Linked DNA regions of Gossypium hirsutum: region 2 is linked to region 1. The links are chromatin contacts, called in public Hi-C maps. All regions are on one chromosome and are shown on one strand. Each heading gives the region's core, a stretch centred on a gene start, on an enhancer-like site or on the middle of the called end of the contact. The rest is flanking DNA. Distances are from core to core; before and after follow the strand shown.

Region 1 (5,695 bases), core at 1,799-4,298:
CAGTTATTTAAAATAGATGTTTTGGTGATCAGGTTTCTCATTTAACAGATTGGCCGAGTTATATGTTTTTAAGGTTGTTAGCTATCATAGAGTGTCAGTCCCCATTATTTCGGATTGAGATCCAAGGGCTATATCCCAATTATGGAAAAAACTACAGGAAACTATGAATACGCAGTTGATCGGTAATACCTCATAACCCTACTCTTACTATGGATACGAGTTAGGAGTGTTACAGAAACATATATGGATTAGGATACATATAAAGGCTAGGATACGTACTTGGCATAATCTGAAGGGGCTATGATGTGGATGACGTCGGTTGAGGCATTGGGCTCGATGATTGTGTGGGCGCAGTTGATGGGTTAGGTGATTGTGCGGGCCTGTTTATGGGCCCGTGCCATTATCTCTTCTCCTTAGATTTAAAGAACCCCATCGTTCCCTTTCCACACAGATTTGCCGACGCCTCTGCTCTCCCAACAACAAATATGGCTTACCATAGATTCTAAACCATGGCATGTAATCCGGGGTACACGCTAACTCTGGGACGATGATCGGTTCGCGATCAGGTATATAATCATACCGATTTTCCCAAATTTCAATATATTCCGACCAGAATAACGATCAATTCGTATTCGTTTTACGTAAGTCGATTCTATGCTGGTTATTGAGCACCTTAGGTTCCTCAGGAATCGATTGTCGAAATCCAAATTGTCGCAACACCCTATCCGTCTAGTGAATCTCGACAATAGCATAGTTGACCAATGGGACCTTAACATGCCAAATGTTCAGATTTTGAAAGAATTCATCCGGAATTACTGCCCGTATTGCCTGATCCTCATATGGTGTCCCTTACTTGCGCTTCTAGCCGTTGGTCTAGTAGAAGCCGTATATCTTTAAGAGCGATAGGAATTCCAACATAACTTGTCGGATGGTTCCACCTAATTAAATAAATTTTCAGCATATAATTTTATTTTAAATCTATGGAATAATTGTAAAATCAAATAAAAATTTTACCTTGTTATGAGTGGGAATGTATATGGATGGTTCACTTGAGGACGTAAAAATGGAAAGCGAAACCGAGCCTATGATTGTAGTAGTGACAGTTAACCTCTAATTTTTGATTTATTTGGTGGCGTCATCCCGCACATCTCTCGGTATAATGTTGCCAACACGGCAGATCCTCAACTAAGTTCGCTAGCTGCTCTAAAATCAACGAGTTTCAGCAGCCACCTCAGATGTATGAGGTTTCGTGACAAGTTCAGCATCAGATAACCTTAAATCATCTCAAGGATGTATGCCCGAGCATATCGTATTCTTTTTAATTCAGTCGAATCATTCCCTGGCTCGGGAATGTGTCTTGTAACTAGCCCATCTCGATCCGACCTCCGTAAATATTATCCAGAATCGCACCCAAAAAATAGTAGCATATGGCTCTCCAATCAGCAGATTGAACAGACTCGGTGAGTGCCACACCATCCACCGGCGATCCTAATTGTAACTGGACGTCCTCTAAAGTGATAGTACACTCTCCGCATGGAAGATGGAATGCGTGCGTTTCCGGTCTCCACCTCTCTATTAACAGGCTGATGAGTTTTGAGTCCAACTTGCACCCTCGGCCTATAGTGGCCGCGTGCCAAAAACCTGCTTCCTTCAAGTAATTTTCTATCAACGGTGATGGCAGACCAGACATGTTACGAATATAACATTGTAATACTCGATTTACACTGTTATAAAAAATTATAAAATACAAATTAATTAAAATTACATAAATGAAAAAATATTAAACAATATTCAAAAATTAAAATTAATTAAAATTATATAAATAAAAAATATTCAAAAATATTCAAAAATTAAAATTAATTAAAATTACATAAATAAAAATATTAAATAATATTCAAAATTTAAAGTAAACCGTTACCATTTTCATTTGTTCGACGGAGATATGTTTATGATCGAGATGAATTAATTCCCCAACCATTGCTAACACGATCAAATAATTTTGAAATTATAAAAAAATAATAGGAGGAGAGGGGGGCCTTATGGCCGTTGGGTATGCCCCCAAGGGAGCTTTTTTGCCACATCAGCAAAACGCTTCCACGTAAGCACATTTTGCTGATGTGGCAAAAAGCTCCATTGGGGGCGCGCTTGCTGGCATTTTCCCCCTTAAACGTAGCCACGTAGGCGCGTTTTGCAAAAAAATAGCCTTTTTCGGTAAATAATGGTATAATTGACCCATTTCGTAAATTTACTAAAAAATGAGCCTTTTTAGGTAATTTAGTCAAATTAGACCAAAAATATGTTCTTTTGGTTTCTAAAATATAAAATGCATGCATAAAAAACTAGTTTTATAGTATAACAATTTAAAAAAATTGAAAAAATAATAATATTCTTTTATAAATTTATATTTCTTGTAAACTTTTAAAATTTTATAACTTTTATATATTTTATTTTTAAATAATTTGTATATTAGCTCAGTGATTTTGAATATCACATGTATACTTTTCCACCTCCATCATTAATTTAATGTTGTTGGTCAGCGCTCAAAAGTAATTATTTAAGGTAAAAGAATTATAAATTGTTTATATTAAGTTGGGGTTATATTTTGTTCTATTTATTAAGAATTAAATAAGTTTTTGCATATTAGATTAAAAAGTAAATTAGTTATCATGTTAAAAATTTTATCCATTTCTATTATTATAAATTAGAAAGTGTATGTCAGCATGAGGTACATATGTCATATCATGTGTCATTGTTTAATTATTTCAACAGCCACATTAGTTTTTATCAGTGTAAATGGATGTAATTTTTAACAAAAAAAAGAGATCAATTTACTTTTTAATCTAATATATAGAAATTAAATTACTCATTTTTTAAATAGAGAAGACAAAATATTGACTCTTAATAGAAACACCTCCATGACCAAACAAAATAAATAAATTTTAAATATATCAAAGTTAAAATATTCGAAAAGTCATAAGTTTTTGTAAACAAAAGCAAATTAAAAACTCCGTTTTTTTTTCATTATTGGGAACTGTGGCATTGGTTTCGGCCTAATCAAGCTAAGCCCAAATACTTCAAAGGTCTATTGTTTTATATGGGCTTCTCCTGCCCCCACTTTAAATCCATTTTCACCCCTTAGTTTCAAACCCTTTTTTCTTTTTTTTTTTGAACTTTTTCCCCCTATTCCGTTGAAAAGCAAGAAATCCTATTAATTGATGAATATATAACAGTTCTTTAAAATAATATGGGGATCCTATTATTTCTTTGGTAACAATAGCGTAATGAAAGTGAAATCGTATAAGAGGAGTAACTGTAATGAAACCCTTCTTTTTCTTCTTTATTCCCCTTTTAAGGCTTCTCATATGGACCATAAACTTTTCTATGGAAGGTGACAAGGCCCACAATCAATCAAAGATGGGGAAGTTGGCCTTTCCTATACCTAATTTATTACTTAGTTAAATAAAAAAAAGAATTGCATTTCTCACTCTATTAACAATTAATAATTCAATTTAAGTTTCCAGCCCAAGATTATATTCTTAAAAATAATTTATGCATTGTATAAATAATTTATTTGATGTAATCATAGATAGAATTCTTGAATACATCACTTGGTGTGCCCACTAGGAAGTTAAAAATTTTCATTCAAACTCAACTTGATTAAGACATTTTAACCCCTAAAATATGCTACAACTTGAGGATTATATACCCTATTCATTGCCATCATCAACACACTTGATAGCCCGACAACTTAACTACTTTCTTCAAAACCACATATTACATTAATTACTACACTCTAACCACTAATATTGTTTGAATGTGGATTGAACACCAGTCGGGGTATCAATTTAGAGGGGACTTTGAGTCAGTTGATTCGGAAATCGATATGGATCGATTCAACCAGACAAAAAATCTGTTGAACTGAATCTTTTAAATTTTTTTTTAATTTTTAGTAATTTTTTAATTGAATCTATCATATTGATAAATCAATAACTTAACTGATTTGATCACTAATCTGATTTAAAAAATATTATGAATATATATATATATTTTGCAGCAAGCTGTGAGGCTGTGACAATGTAAGATGTTGGCGTTGGATTCTCCATTGAAATGTCCTCAAGTTTTTGTGAAGACTTTAGAAATTCAACCAACAGAATAGATTTTGATTAGTGTATTTGAGGAATAGCTGGGATTTCATTTCTGTCAAATAATGATTAAAATATCTATCAAATATTTTATAATATTCATTTATTTGTTAAATCGAGTAGTAAAAAATTTGTTATCTTTAAATAAAATTTTGAATTTAAATTTTATGGATAAAATAATTCCCCCATGGTCTTATCATATCTATAACAAAATCAAACACTTGGTTGTTATAATCTGTTTTATCCTGGTGGAGGAATTTGGAGAATAGATATGATTACCCATAGCCCTGATTGATGCTATAATTAAGCTAGTAAATGTTGACGGACCTTCCATCAAGCAGAAAAAGAAAAGAAAAGAAAATGTATAAAATTGTACATCTAATTTTGCATTGAATTGATATTTGTATAATATCCTTTTTGCATTATAGAATTAATCTTTTTGTATATGATGATGAATATATATCAAATGAAAGGACTAACATATTTGACTTGTTGGCCTCAATTATTAGTGGGTGAAGTCTCTTTCATTAATAATGCCTCCTGCAAACATACACACCCATTTACAACAATGTTTTCCTCACAAGGAAGAAAACCAGGCAGCTTTCTGTAAGTAATAGCTGCAAGCCTTCAGCTTCTATTCCCGACACTTTGCCAAAACAACAATAATAGCCAATTGAATCTTTAATGCAGAGATTAACAAAGTTTAGTATCAAAAGATATACAAGGCAAGAAGCTATTATGATGAACAATTGCAAGGTTTTCATTCATAAAAATTGAAAACACAGAGTGGGGTCAAATCCATGGACTTCTCGAGACATAAATTGACCTGACGACCACCATATTGACCACCCTTCTTAAGATTTTGTCTTGAGATTTTTTAATTTGTTTGGCAATATCATTCATGATCGGCATACATTTCTCAGGGTAAAGACAAGTGCATAGCGACAAGGAAACTTTAAAAGGAAAAAAATTATATATAATACTGTGGTCATAATAAATAACATATAGTATATGTTTTTGACTACTCATTGATCCAACAGTAAATGAATTTACATTCATTAAAATTTATACATATATGGTGCATGCAGTGGGGACTTTCTTTTAACTCTCTTTCCAATCAAAGCTTTAAACCCATAAAATTTTCTTTACTTTTTACAGGAAAGAAGATGTGGGTAAAATTGTGTGGAATAACAAGGAGTTTCATAGTTACGAATAAGTAATCTTTTTTAAAGAGTAAGAATGTATATTTATATGATATGATTACTGTCAAGTTCGACCTTGGACAGCTGCAATTTTGAGGGTTATTTGAGATTGCAGCCGCCTAGGAACCAGAAAGAGACCCAAAAAAAATATTTTTTAACTTTTAATTTGAGAAAAAAATAAATTAATTAATTAAATTAATTAATTAAATGTCTAGGATTTTCAATTTTTCATCATAAATGTTTCATCTCCTAGGGTCCAAATTTTTTTCAAAATTTGTTGTATTATATTTTATAATGTTTTTTTAAAAAGAGGTTCAATTTATTGTTTCGCATAGGGCCCAAAATTGTCAA
Region 2 (5,695 bases), core at 1,275-3,774, 620 kb after region 1:
GTCGTTTCAGGGTGGAGAGTTTCATTGAACACCAAGATGCTTGCACCACTCGACGAGTTCAACCTGAGTTGCAGGCGCAGCTGCAACCTGCAGCAGCCTGCTCCTCTCGGACGGCTTCAAGCACTAGTCCTTCAAGCGATGCCAACTTTAGCATCGCCCCATTGCATGGATTGCCGATTACAAAATCAACGGAGCCTGTTTTCTTGTACAAGCGTGTGTCTGGTTCAGACCATCAGCGCCAACATCTGCAACACAATCTTGAACTTCAACTTCTACCTTCATCAACCGCTAACTCGAGGGATTCAGATGAGGAGTACGCTACTCATTTGAAGCTATCGATAGGGTCCAACGACGGTGGCGAAAAGAATGCAAGTAAAACGACATTGGAAGCTAGTAGGTTGAAAGAGTTCGCAAGTGGGCAGCTAAAGTTGGCCATGGCCGAGAAGGCCTACGCCGAAAAGGCTAGACAAGAAGCTAAGAGACAGATCGAGATGGCTGAGCTTGAGTTCGCTAGTGCAAAGAGGATAAGGCAACAAGCGCAAGGTGAACTGGAGAAAGCTCAAGCCTTGAAAGATCAAGCCACAAAGAAGATAAGTGCTACAATCATGCAGATCACTTGTCAAACTTGCAAGCATCAGTTCCAAACATCAACAGCTGCTGGTCCAGATGATGAGACCTCACTTGCTATGAGTTACATGTCTTCAGCCACAACAGAAGGGGAAGGAGAGTGACGGCAAGTTGATCATGCAATGATGAATGATCAACCCCCATTAGCCCTTAAATCTCTTTGTTCTTTGATCTGCACGTTGAGTTTTTCTTTGCTTTGTCAACTAGTTTTTCTTCACTTATTCTAACCACTATCGTGGATTTGATATAAGAAAAAGAAGAAGAAAATGGTCGTTTTAAGCAGTTCTTGAATTGATTTACTATATCTTCATTTGTTTAATAGAAAAAAGGGGGGGGCGGGGGTAGACATTGCAATTTAATTAAATGCAGTGTGAAGTACAGTATCTATATGAGATATATGAACAAATGGTCATGCCTTGAGATTTTCTCAACCTCTTATTGCACTGCTACACCTGCAGGTATGCCATGTGAATGTTTTAAACATCAGGGCACATTTTATCGTCCGCTTGACTTCAAATATGCTGAATCCCATCATAAAGCTTGGAGAGAAACCTATCATTTCAGATTATTCTTCTAGCCACTAGCCCAAGTCTTATATATACGAGTGTGTGTGTGTGAAACTTATTGAATAATCCTAGATTAGGCACTGACATATATGTTTTGTTGCAATATATTTCGAGATATACAAGTTGTGACTATATTTAAAGTTGAACCGGATTAGACCATAAATTGAGAATAGAACTCTCTATGATGGGTTTTCCTACTAAAGTAAGATAAAAAGGAAAAAGAAAAACATGCTGAGGCTCACAAAATTTGTAAGTTGTATTTTAGCTCAGCAACTCACGATGGGTTTTCGTTATACTTGGACCAAAATGTGTAAAGTTTATAATAAAAACAAAACATTGAAAAAAAATTTAAGGATAACAACAAAACAAAGGGTGTTGGATTTATCTTTCCCCTAATACTATAGCCGGTTGATGCGGCTTTTCCCTTTATAAATTTTTCTTTTTGTTTTTGTCGGAAGCATTAAAATAATGGGAAGAAAAAGAAGAAGAGTTCAAAACATAATGCTTGGATTGCTTGTTAGATTTTAGGCAAATTTAAATTTCAAAGGGTCTGCATGTAAATTTAAGCCAAGCTTATGTTTATTTTTTGTCTTCTTAATGAAAATATAAATGAATGAACGACACATGGAATATGAAAATCCTCTCTTTGGGGTATTGGAGTTTTTACACATATTGGGGACCATTTTAGCTAGAAAATAGGAAGGAACCATTCAAAGATGGTGACCCATAGATTCAACCCCAAATTGAATGTTGTAAAAGAAAAGAAAGGAAGAGAGAGGAGGAAGGGTGGGAAAGGAATGTCATTTTCATTGCATTTGTGTCCTTTTAAATGCTTATAAAAACACCATGTTTTTCAGTGCCACAGTTGAAATGGTTATAGACAGGCAATGGTCCTTCTCAAACATAAACAACACATCCAATTCACTTAAAAAACACACTCTCTCTCACACTTTATCAGATTCAGCAGCAGCTATGGCAGAGCAGAGGGACACACTGCCCTTTCCCATTAAATTTTGTTTTTCATTTGAGCCAAAAATTAAATGAATAGCAGTTGTAGCAAAAGAAACACTTTCCTCGACCACCATATTTGCGCCCTTCAATCCTTCAACCCCGTATATATATGTAGCACTAGCTGTGCCTGTGTAGGGTATTTTAGTTCAGCCAAAGGCAAAGGTGAAGCAGCCCAGAAGGGTTTCCATTATTTATTTTTATTTTATGTTTTCTGGGTTCTTTATTTATTATTTATTTATAAATGAAGGGGTTAAGGCTTAGATCTTGGGTTTGGGACCACGGGCAGCTCTTTCCCCACCTTTTAATGCAGTTTCCTTTTCCTTTTTTGTTCATCGGATAGAAATGAATGGCAGTTACGTTATTTTCACTTGCTTTGGGGGATGATTTTAAACAAATAGCTCATGCACTTACTAATGTACCCAAAATAAATTTTTTAAAAAATATATATATGGAAAGGAATTAAAAAAGTAACTTTTAACTCTATGGCAGTTAAAAGAGGGATGAAATTGAAATTGAGAGAAAGGGAGGTTAAACATTAAGAAAGATCAGGTGGAGTCGCACATTTAGTTCAACAAATTGGAAAGAAAGTAAACTAGGGAGGTAAAAAAGCAGTGCCCTTCGCCAGCCAAAAGACAAGGTCAAAACTTAAATAAAATAAAACAAATACTTTTAATTATTATTTTATATAAATATAAATATACTTGTATTGTTGAGAAAAGTTGGTTTGTCTCCTCCTTGTCTTAATCTTATTTGATAGCAACTAAAATCTCTCCCACATGGGAATGTGAGGAAAAAGGTCTACTTTTAGAATAACTTATATTTCATAGCTTTTACTTTGATTCAATATTTTAATTTAAATTTGAATGCGAAAAATTATATCATCTAATTTTTATTTGGTTTGATTTAAATGAAAATGGCATAATTATTTTATTTAATTTTAATGCTTACGGTAAAAATTATCTGACTACTTAATGAATTAAATTAATTTGATTTATTGAATCTAATTAAAACATCAAATAACTTTAGAAATGCGCAGTGATCTTTTAACTATTTCAACCCTTTACAACAAACAAATTTGAGAGAGAACCATCTCAAAATGTTTGCAGCTTTTCGATTTCCTCTATACTGCAGTTTCCTTTAATGCAAATTTTGTTGGGAATGGAAACATAAATGGATTATGATCTAAATGAATATAAAAAAAAAAGAAAAAGAAAATCAATGAGTGAAATGGGAGAAGGAACTAATACATTTTTGTTAGGATACTAATTTAAGAAGTGATTGTGAGCCAGTAACCACAACAAAACTTCACAAATTTAAGGACTAATTATAGAAATAAAATAAATCTAACACATTATCAATAAAAGAAAAAAATATATTTCATAATCTTCATATCAATTTTTTTTAAAAAAAAGAGAAATACATAATAATATCTGTTTTTTTAATGAAATATATATAAAAAAAATGTATCACTTACTTTTCCCTTTATCCTTCTTTGATTTTTTATTAGGAATATAAAAAAAACCCAATTCACGGTTTAACTTTAAAAATATATTTATTTTCTCATTTTGGTATTTAAAATTTTTTATCTCAATTTGGTACTTAAAATATCAATTTTTTCTATCTTTTGTCTATTTTGTAACGGCTATTAAACAAAATTGATTAAGCAACTTTCGCCAATGGAAAAATGTCACATGGCAATTAGCTTTACTTAAAATAAAAAAAAATTTATAATATTTTTTTGTACAAAGAAAATTATAATATTAAACATTTATAATATATATTTTAAAAAGTTTAAAAGTATTTTTTTATAAATTTCTAAAATATATAATTATAAATTGTAAAAAATTAAAATAATAAATTAAAATTAAAAATGTTATAAAAATTGGAATTGAAATATATGTTAACTTTTATAATAATTTTTATATATTATTTTAACTTTTTAAAATTTATAATTATATATTTTAAAATTTTATAAAAAAAATATTTTAATTTTTTAAAAATATTATATTTATTATATAATTTTTTTATATTTTTAATTAATATTAAAAAAAATAAAAGGGGCACTTGATGTGTTCTAATAGCACAACGTAGTCAATCAACGTCGGGGCAACAATCGGTCAACGTCATTCAACACTTGATCAAAGTCAAAAATATTTTTAATATTTAAATATTTAGTATAATAATTTTTTATTTTTAATTTTTAATTTAATATTTTATTTTGAATAAACCTAATTGCTACGTGGCTCTTTTCCATTAGGCATTAGGATTTTTTTAACGGTCATTACAAAATGGACCAAAAATAGAAGAAATTGATAATTTAGGTACCAAATTTGAGAAAAAAAAGTTTAGGTACCAAAGTGAGCAATTGAGTATACTTTAGGGGCCAAATCGTGATTTAAGCCCATAGAAAATGATAATATGTTGAAAAAAGTAAAAGTACCATGGGTGTTCTTGTAGTAGGAGTTAGATTGCATTCTGCTCTCTTTACTCAAAAAATGGAGAAATTAATCCTTATACATTAGACAAAGAGCAAATTGGTCATTCTATTAAAAACTCTATCAATTTCCACTAGTAAAAATGGGTTCCTATATGTCAACATGAGGTATACATGGCACGTCACATGTTACTATATGGTTGATCCGTCAGCCACACTGGTTTTTAAAAGTAAAAAATGAATGATGTTTTTAATAGAAAGGACCAATTTTATTTTTAATTTAATTTATAATTACTAATTTTTTATTTTTTATAAAAAATTAAATACAATTTAACTCCTTATTGTGTGATATTTTTATGTTGAAAAAGTTAAAAAAAGTTATCACATATTTCTAAGGCTTTTATCCAACAATTCATACAATTTGGTTGCCACTAAAAACAAGTTCCTATCAATAATTATCTCCTTCAATTTTGATAATAAATGTATTCACAACTTACGGGAGGATGAGATATCATCCTCTCTTAGATTGCAATGAGAAACTAGAGATTAAAATAATTAAATTTCTATTCACCTTACTAACAAGTGAAGGTAGATTTAAAAAAAAATTTAATTATATATATTTACTAGAGTTAAAATAAAATTTTATTAATATATTAATATATAAAATTATAATTTTTGTAATGTCTAAATTATAATTTTATAAATCCCCATATTTATATACTAATAATTAAAAATTCCTATACGATAATATTATAAATTCTTTTAGATTTGGAAGGTAAATTATAAATTAAATTGCCTAAACTTAAGAAAACCTAGCAAAAATGTGGGCTTTATTTGATCCAAAGCTCCAAGTTTGGGCCTAACACTTAAGGGCCTTTTAACATTGGACATAACCATACAGATTGAATTCTATGCTAATACACTAGAATAGGGCTCTTTTTAGAAGAATAGTATTTCCTTTTTGAAGATCGAATAGTGTATTTTTCTTTATAAAAAAAATAAACGGTTACTTTTTTTTTATATAAGAAACGATTATTTTTAACTTATATTTTAATAT

What was found. Hi-C and Micro-C count contacts between places; a contact is called where the count stands out from the background.
Region 2: a contact with region 1 is called in a Hi-C map of leaf, with 4 times the contacts expected there. The contact joins two enhancer-like sites. A contact is called at or near these places in 13 of 34 Hi-C or Micro-C datasets (anther, callus, hypocotyl and 3 more).

What each region holds. Positions count from the first base shown.
Region 1 is chrA01:73,597,228-73,602,922 of Gossypium_hirsutum_v2.1, forward strand. No RefSeq gene overlaps it. Among protein-coding and RNA genes, the nearest start is that of LOC121207816, 59 kb to the left of the region's middle. Within about 2 kb of position 3,049, at least 2 of the 9 cell types and tissues checked have an H3K27ac peak or open chromatin away from gene starts, as enhancers often do. A contact at or near this core is called in leaf, where this site is marked.
Region 2 is chrA01:74,217,762-74,223,456 of Gossypium_hirsutum_v2.1, forward strand. LOC107942331 (zinc finger protein SHOOT GRAVITROPISM 5) reads left to right here. Exons shown (of 3, transcript XM_016875988.2): 3 at 11-909. The coding sequence ends at 731. Among protein-coding and RNA genes, the nearest start is that of LOC107942331, 4.3 kb to the left of the region's middle. Within about 2 kb of position 2,525, at least 3 of the 9 cell types and tissues checked have an H3K27ac peak or open chromatin away from gene starts, as enhancers often do. A contact at or near this core is called in leaf, where this site is marked.